Regions from separate parts of the Zea mays genome. Here all the other regions are linked to region 1. Evidence: chromatin contacts called from public Hi-C data. All regions are on one chromosome and are shown on one strand. The core of a region is the stretch at or near the end of the contact, and the rest is flanking DNA. Distances in the headings are between cores, read along the strand shown. Region 1 holds the start of LOC100273091 (Ubiquitin carboxyl-terminal hydrolase family protein). Region 2 holds the start of LOC100277195. Region 3 overlaps LOC103643688 (serine/threonine-protein phosphatase BSL2 homolog).

The links. A called contact is a pair of places that touch in the nucleus more often than the background predicts.
Region 2: a Hi-C map of leaf shows a contact between it and region 1, with 6 times the contacts expected there. The contact joins the promoter of LOC100277195 here to the promoter of LOC100273091 in region 1. A contact is called at or near these places in 5 of 25 Hi-C or Micro-C datasets (endosperm, leaf, root tip and 2 more).
Region 3: a Hi-C map of ear shows a contact between it and region 1, with 2.9 times the contacts expected there. The contact joins the enhancer-like site here to the promoter of LOC100273091 in region 1. A contact is called at or near these places in 3 of 25 Hi-C or Micro-C datasets (ear, endosperm and tassel).

The regions. Positions count from the first base shown.
Region 1 is chr1:257,032,988-257,035,687 of Zm-B73-REFERENCE-NAM-5.0, forward strand. It overlaps LOC100273091 (Ubiquitin carboxyl-terminal hydrolase family protein), which reads left to right and starts at 1,322. Exons shown (of 3, transcript XM_008669160.2): 1 at 1,322-2,700. The coding sequence starts at 1,421. The coding sequence ends at 2,671.
Region 2 is chr1:256,720,407-256,723,106 of Zm-B73-REFERENCE-NAM-5.0, forward strand. LOC100277195 reads right to left here and starts at 1,296. Exons shown (of 25, transcript NM_001352402.1): 1 at 806-1,296. The coding sequence starts at 1,168.
Region 3 is chr1:256,597,153-256,599,852 of Zm-B73-REFERENCE-NAM-5.0, forward strand. It overlaps LOC103643688 (serine/threonine-protein phosphatase BSL2 homolog), which reads left to right. Exons shown (of 21, transcript XM_020546825.3): 21 at 65-774. The coding sequence ends at 151. Among protein-coding and RNA genes, the nearest start is that of LOC103643688, 16 kb to the left of the region's middle. Within about 2 kb of position 1,354, at least 9 of the 20 cell types and tissues checked have an H3K27ac peak or open chromatin away from gene starts, as enhancers often do. A contact at or near this core is called in ear, endosperm and tassel, where this site is marked.

The sequences.
Region 1 (2,700 bases), core at 72-2,571:
GTGGTTGGGGTATTTATAGCCCCAACCACCAAAAGTGGCCGTTGGGAGGCTGTCTGCTCGATGGCGCACCGGACAGTTCGGTGCACACCGGACAGTCCGGTGCCCCCTGCCACGTCATCACTGCCGTTGGATTCTGACCGTTGGAGCTTCTGACTTGTGGGCCCACCTGGGTGTCCGGTGCACACCGGACATGTACTGTTTGCTGTCCGGTGTGCCAGCATGGGCGATTCTGACTCCTGCGCGCGCTGCGCGTGCATTAAATGCCGTTGCAGGTAGCCGTTGGCGCGAAGTAGCCGTTGCTCCGAGGTTGCACCGGACAGTCCGGTGCACACCAGACAGTCCGGTGAATTATAGCGGAGCGGCGAAGGAGAAAACCCGAGGCTGGTGAGTTCCTGAGGCCGACCTTCCCTGGAGCACCGGACATGTCCGGTGTACACCGGACAGTCCGGTGAATTATAGCCGAGTCGCCTCTGTAAATTTCCGAAGGTGGCGAGTTTGAGTCTGAGTCCCCCTGGTGCACCGGACATGTCCGGTGGTGCACCGGACAGTCCGGTGCGCCAGACCAGGGGTGCCTTCGGTTGCCCCTTTGCTCCTTTGTTGAATCCAAAACTTGGTCTTTTTATTGGCTGAGTGTGAACCTTTTACACCTGTATAATCTATACACTTGGGCAAACTAGTTAGTCCAATTATTTGTGTTGGGCAATTCAACCACCAAAATTATTTAGGAACTAGGTGTAAGCCTAATTCCCTTTCAGAAGGTCCAGGGCTCTCGTACGAGAAGGTGACCACGCGGGAGAACGGGCCGACGCGCAAGGCTCTCCCTCTCTCTCTCCCTCGCGAACGCTTGTAACCCCCTACTGCAAGCGCATCCGCCCTGGGCGCAGGACAACACGAGGTCGCGGTTTTCCCTTACTGTTTTCCCCCCTTGTGTTCCGTCTCGCGCCGACCCATCTGGGCTGGCACACGCAGCGACAATTTACTCGTTGGTCCAGGTACCCCCAGGGTCGAAACGCCGACACGTATAGACCAATTTAACACATTGACACAATTCGTCAATCAATAGTTTAACTCAGATCAACACCACATATATACAGATAACATATTCATTAATTGTTACGCAAATAATATAAATATAATTTTGTTTTGTTAAAAATGTGATAGCTTGTTTCGCCCGCGAACTGGCTCGTTAACAAACATGTCTGACTTGTTAACAAATCGCGGTAGAGTGTGATTCATGAAAAAAATTCAAAGTAGCTGAACCTCAATTGGGCCGAGTCTCTCAGCCCGCACGGTTCGAACCCACCCACGACACCAACCTAAAAATAGACACAATCGACCACCGTCTCTGTTCTCCCCTCACTTGAGGCCTCCCCACACGCCGCCGCATTCGGACGCTCGCCTCCCAAAACCCCACGAAGAGATGCATCTGCCGCCGCTGCGGCGTGTACCGGCGGCGCTGCTAGTGCCGGCGCGCGGCCTCCTCGAGGCGCGCGTGCCGTGGGTGCGAGAACGGGCCCTCGACCACGTCGTGGAGCGGGAGCGCCACCTGGTGCCGTTTCTCCTCGCCAAGGACGTGCTCCTTGCCGCCACGCCGCCGCCGCACGCCGTGCCGCTGCACTCGCTGCCCTCCACAATCCCTTTCCCGTTCCGCCCGCTGCGCTTCCTGCGGCTCTACCCCTCGGCGTTCGCGCTCTCGCCGCACCCCATCGAGGTCTCCCCGACGCCCCGGCTCTCGGCGCTCCACGCCGCCGAGGCGCAGGTCGTCGACGCCACCGTCCCCGACGCGGCTGACCGCCTGCTTCGGCTGCTCATGCTCGCCCCCTCTCGCGCGCTCCCGCTCCGCCTCGTCGCGCGCCTCCGGCTCGACCTCGGCCTCGCGTCCGACTTCCAACGCTCGCTGCTCCCCAACTACCCGGACTACTTCGCGCTCTCCCCGGACGGCAGCCTCCTCGAGCTCGTCTGCTACAGGAAGGATCTCGCCGTGTCGTCGATGCAGTCCTACGCGCAGCGCACCGGCGGCTACAAGGTCGGCGACGTGGTCGCCTTCCCACTCTCGTTCCCCAGAGGATTCGAGCTTGACAAGAAGGTGCGCAAATGGTTAGACGAGTGGCAGAGGCTGCCGTACATTTCGCCCTATGAGGATGGGTCGCACCTAACGCCAAGGAGTGACATAACGGAGAAGAGGACCGTGGCGGTGCTGCACGAGGTCCTGAGTCTCACGGTTGGGAAGAAGATGGAGAAGGAGGTGTTGGTCAAGCTTGGGGAGGCGCTGCGGTTGCCACCAGGATTCAGGAAGGTGGTGGCTAAGCACCCTGGGATTTTCTACATATCGCACAAGCTGAGGACACAGACGGTAGTTCTCAGGGAATCATACCGGAGGCATATGCTTGTGGACAAGCACCCCATGATGGGGATAAGGTATCAGTATATGCATTTGATGCATATGGGGAAGGAGGAAGTTGGAAAGGGCAAGGGCAAAGATCGAAGGAGTAGTCGCAGTGAACAAATCATCGGGGAGGAGTTTGGTGCCACAGTGGATGATGATGAAAATGAGGAGTATGATGATGAAGACGACGTGGCTGAAGATGACATGGAAGTGGGTGTTGCTTCTGAGGATCAGGACAGTGACGACGATGTTGATGAGGATATAAAGGAACAAATTTCTCATTGATTTTTTGAGTTGGGAAGTGTCAACCACAC
Region 2 (2,700 bases), core at 46-2,545, 310 kb before region 1:
ACTAAGGAAAGGGAACATGTTTAGTTCTCTTCAGTTTCTAGAGAAGCACAAATATTTTATGTATTTACTGGTGCTTACTTCTGATGAACATTCGTAAATCCAATTCATGTCTTACATGACTTGTTCAAGAGAATTCAAAAAGATCTTGAGACTTATTTGTTTATCACAAGTGCTTAGCCATTAATGATTGATTTCACAGAAATTTTCAATGTTAATCTGAGAATTGTGTTTTTCCTTAGCAAGCACTTCTACTTGCATTATTCATTATTTGCAAATCACATCACACCACACAGCTCAAGAAAATAAAGTACAGGTGGTTCAAAACCCACGAAACATGAGACGTGCTATCTTCATCATAAGATCAACTCCATATATTACTAGTACCAACTGAAGATCACTACAAATGTCCTGATCAATACAAAACTCACTCTGGAATCTTTTATGCTATCCTTGTCAAACTCAAGAATTCCCTACCATATATCGCACAGAGGGAACTTCAGCAGAAGCTATTCTAGACACTAGTAGAACTGAACAATTCCACAATCCCCTGTCCACCTAAGTCGGTGCAAAATTCATCCTCAGCCATAAAATTGGGCACCTGTTTCCGCACTAGACCCAAAACCGTAGGTGGACATCTAATCAAGCAGGTGCACAGATGGCAAAGTGATGAGCCGGCAAATGCTACCGAGACACCATGTCATACCAAGCTCCCCCAGCACCCCAGGCTAATCGCCCAGTCTAGCAGCAGCAAATAGTGAACCATTCAGGCATCACTTGCAACAGTCGATCAGAGTGGGGCAACAACCTCGGCAAATTCGGCCTGGCGGCCAGGGTTGTGCTGCGACTCGGGGCGGATCTCGATGTCGGCGGACTCATCAACAATCTCCTGCATGGTGTTCTGGATGAACTCGTCGAAGGAATCGAGCTGCTGGCGCACGAGGCCCTTCTCCTCGAAGTAGGCGGATATGACGGCCCAGGCGTCGTCCTGAGTGATATCCTCCTGCTGCTCAGCGTCCCCGTCCGCATCCTCATCCATCTCTTCCCCGCCCCCGCCGCCGTACCCCACCTCGTCGTCCTCCTCCGCGCCGTACCCCGCGTGGCCGCCGCCGTGCTGGTGATGCCCGCCGTAGCCCATCTCCATCCCCTCCTCGTACTCGTCATCCTCCATGGACAGTGCGATGGAGTGGCGGGATGCTACGCTGGGGGTGGGGTGAGGTCGATGTCACGGCGAGCCGCCTCCCCCGACAGCGGTGAAGGTGTAGGGAGTAGGGGCGGGAGGCGGGGCGAAATGGCGAGGGGAAGCGGAACTGGGCACGATTGCCTGATTGGTTTGGGGTTTTCAGGACAGCCAGGAACGACGGATGGGCTAATGGGCTTTAGGGTAGCAACTGTGCAACTGATGCCCAGTTTGACTAAGCCAGCTCCGTGTTCGAATTTATCAGATCGTACAAGCGGTGAAGCCCGTGAAGGTGAAAGAACCCCAGTGGCAAAAGTGGTGAAGTTGTCATTGGGATGAAGTCGACTTCGACTTTGTGGATTGAAAAAATATTTATCGATCTAATTCATATGGCTACGTGAGATTTAGAGAATTATTATGAATGAATCGTATCGGAAGTCCTAATTTGTTTTTATATCCAACTTCGTACTATGTTTGGACAAAAACAACTAGAGCAGCGACATTTTCAGCGGTCAGCCCTATTTTCAACGGCAGATTTTTGTTTAAAGAGCGATTTAAAGCACCAGTTTCAACGGTTATTCTGCGTCATCTTTTTACAAAAAAATCCCTACATTTTTTTCAAATCAACTCAGCGTAAAATATTAAAAATGGTTTCCAAAATCAACTCATCGTAAAATATTAAAAATAGTGTAGGAGTTTGAAACGGAAGAAGGGTGGAAGACACTAGATAAAACTATCTAACCAATAGAATATAATGCTCAAGTGTTTATAATAATGGATATAAATTGTATGTATGTATATATGATTTTTTTTGTAAAATAAAAAAAATAATTGTGTCAGGCCGGCAAGCACTACGGGCCGAGGCTACGGCCTAAGCACAGCAGGACGCTCGTGTCGGGTTGGCTCAGTCACTATTAAATGGGTCATGCCTCGGACCGGCTCGCCAGACACGGCTCATTTGGCCATCTATACCTCTGCACGATAATGATGGTCCTCGCCTCAGTTGCCACCACCCCGTTCGCCATTCTATTTATTTTCTCTCCCCCTTATGCTTCCACCTCCGCGCCACTCTATTATCGGCAAATGGCGTAGGAGCAGGCGTCTCCTCCTCGTGTTCGTCCGACACCAGCCCCGACACCGACTCGCGCAGTGGCCATTGCACGTCCACGAGGACGTTTCACATCATGCGCGGACCATCGTTTTCGCCGTCGTCGGACGTCCCGTTCGTCTTCTCAGCATACGCCATGTTCTTCCTCCCCAACCTGCTGCCCCCACCCACGGTCGCAGCCGCGAGCCGACCGACGCTCGTTGATGCGGGTACGGGGCGAGTCGGTCATGCTCCTGGCCTTTCTCCGTGCGTGTCGTCGAGGAGGACATGGTGGCGCCTGCCACGCTTAGGTTATCTTAGCGATGAGGAGTCCAGGTTTGAGATAGTGGACAACTAAGGTCGTAGTGTGGCAGTAGTCAGCATATGCTATGGAGTTGGTGGCGGTGTTGTGTCGCTTCGGCGGGTCCAGGGCTGG
Region 3 (2,700 bases), core at 104-2,603, 440 kb before region 1:
TGTTCCAAATTAGTACCCCCCCCATTCCACCTCTTAATACTGTGGCCTGTGGAATGAAATTCAGGAGCTAAATGCTAACAGACCACCAACTCCGACCAGGGGGCGTCCCCAAGCAGTAGCTAATGACAAGGGTTCTCTTGCCTGGATATAGTAGATTGACCACACATTGGTTGGTATGATTCATATGAAGCCTGAGTGGTCTGGATCTTGTTATTTTCATTTGTGTTCGGGAGAGGGGCTGGTCGACAGCCGTACCGAAACGAAAGATTGATGTACAGGGGAGCATAGGGACTATAAAGTTGGTAGAAGGGAGCTTAATCTAGGACAACGCTCTCCAATTCGTTTCATTGAACACGAGTAGCAGTGCAAATAGAACTCCTTCGAAGATCCGTGGAGGCTTCATTTGTATATACTCAGCTGGGTTTTTTTTTGTGTGTGTGTGTGGGGTGGGGGGGGGGGGGGGGGGGGGGGTATGGTGTGTTTTTGGCATCCAATTTGGAATGGCAAACGTAATAGTGTTATTGTACTAGGTATTCTTTCCTTTCTCTCGGGGCCTGGAATTTTCTCATGTCGCAAAGTATTTTTGAGTTGCCACAGGGATTTGTCAGGAGGGTTCGCGGTCCAGCTGTTTTGTATAATAGTGCTCTCAACCTCAATGTAATTTCAGACAGACGCTGATGTGTACATTTTTGTGTTCTTAAAGTTTGAGAATTTTTGCGGTGGAGAATGGACAGTTTGATTTATAGTGGAGGTAAAGAGCTGTTATTTTATTTACACCGTTGATGTACGATTTTACTTTACTACTTTCGAATGTGTGTATTACACAGCTGGGTGCGTTTAATATTGGTATAAATGTGGTCTGGTGGTTTGTGGCTAGTGGCTACCAATGCGGCGAATTTGGATTTCAGCCGAGAAGCAACCGTAGAGTGGTTTGGCAGGGCTCTTTCCGGCTAGAATGTCTCTGGCAACAACTCTTTGTAGCAGCTTTCTAGTTGCGTCGTTTTTTGGAAGACATTTCGCAGAACGGCTTCATCTGGATGAATGGTCATATGATTATCTTGTAATTGATGATGCATGCTTGTATTACACCTGCATGTGGGCCAAGGGGGAGGAGGAGACGGATTAGGCCAGAAATTTTGGCTCCTGCTCGCCCATATATTTTAACCATATAAAATTCAAATATTACAATCATATAAAATTCAAATATTACTAAATTAAAGATAAACAATGTGAATAGCATTTGATTACATAAAATTCAAGTATTATCGCCATATTAAGTCATTACCTTACTAAATTAAAAAATTAAGCAATATGGGTTTCATTGGGCCATGCCCCTACAAACCCAGCCCATGTGTGCGTGCTTGCTGGGTCATGATGGGTCAGAATTTAAAGCCCGACTTAGATCTGGCTTCGAACCATGGTAGCCTGGCCTATATTATTTCATGTCAGGCCGTGGTTTGGGCTCCTGTTTTTGGGTTGTGCTCATGCTAACCCAAAAAGCTCGACCCATATTCTCATAAGTTATTTTTGACCGACATGTATTTCAATACGAGTGTTTGTAGGTGGTCAGAGACCAGAGAGTCAATTAACATAAAACTGATACCAAGCGTCTCTCGTTGAGTAACTAGAACTGTCTAAGCTAATTATTATTAGCGAAGAATGATATCACATAATCCGTAGAGTCTAAGGTTGCAAGTATATGCATGACATTTTGATGTCTAAGAAGAGAGTAAATTAGATACTTTATTTCTTAACCAAGGTCTCTCTTTTACGTCTAGTCAAACCTTATGCAATAAATAGATTATCTATGTGCAATTATAGTCTGACTAAGTGCTACTATCTTAATCATAAGAGTTAGGCTTCAAACCTAACAATTACCTACCAACTAAGCTAAGAAGGTAAAACACACAAATAATATAAATATGAGATCTTAAGTGTGATAGAGATACAAACTCTCATTGGTGACTTCGGTATTTTATTGAGGTATCAAAAGGCTTGCAAACTTTCCTCTAGTCCACGTCTCATTCTCGATCACACCGCTGGCATATTTGGTGTGATCTTACATGACTACAAGCCCTCCATCTTTATTATTGAGTTTTTAGCTAAAAGATCGTGGGCATAGTTTCCTCTACTACACAGTCGCGATCACACTATAAACTCAATTTCAATTGGTGTGATCTTGCAAAATTACAAGCCCCTCTAGTATAACTACAATGGTCACGTAAGCACCAAAAGGTAAGAGGTGTTCTAATCTCACTCAAAAAACTAGTCCTAAACTTAGATCAAATGCTATAAGTGGCGGTATACCTAACTAATTAAGTACTTCACAAAGCACCTACGTTAATCACCAAGTGACTGTTGAGCGCTTGGATGTCTAGAGCTACTAAAATGAACCTCAACTCTCTTGGTATGCTCCTCAGCTCCAATGCATCTTATGTGATCGATTATGGTCTTATTTATAGCCCTCAAGGATATTTACAACTATTGCACCCTCTGCGTACCATCGGACTATTGTGTCAGGGTTCAATTCCTCTCAATGGCTATAATGTTAGTACTATATCAGCACTAGGCATTGGTGACCATTTGGGGTGATCTATAGGGTAATCCGACACCTACCATTAGACTAGTCTTATTGTAACACCCTAGAATCACCAAATCTTCCAGGATGTCACTAAACTTCCAAACCAACAAACATTAGGA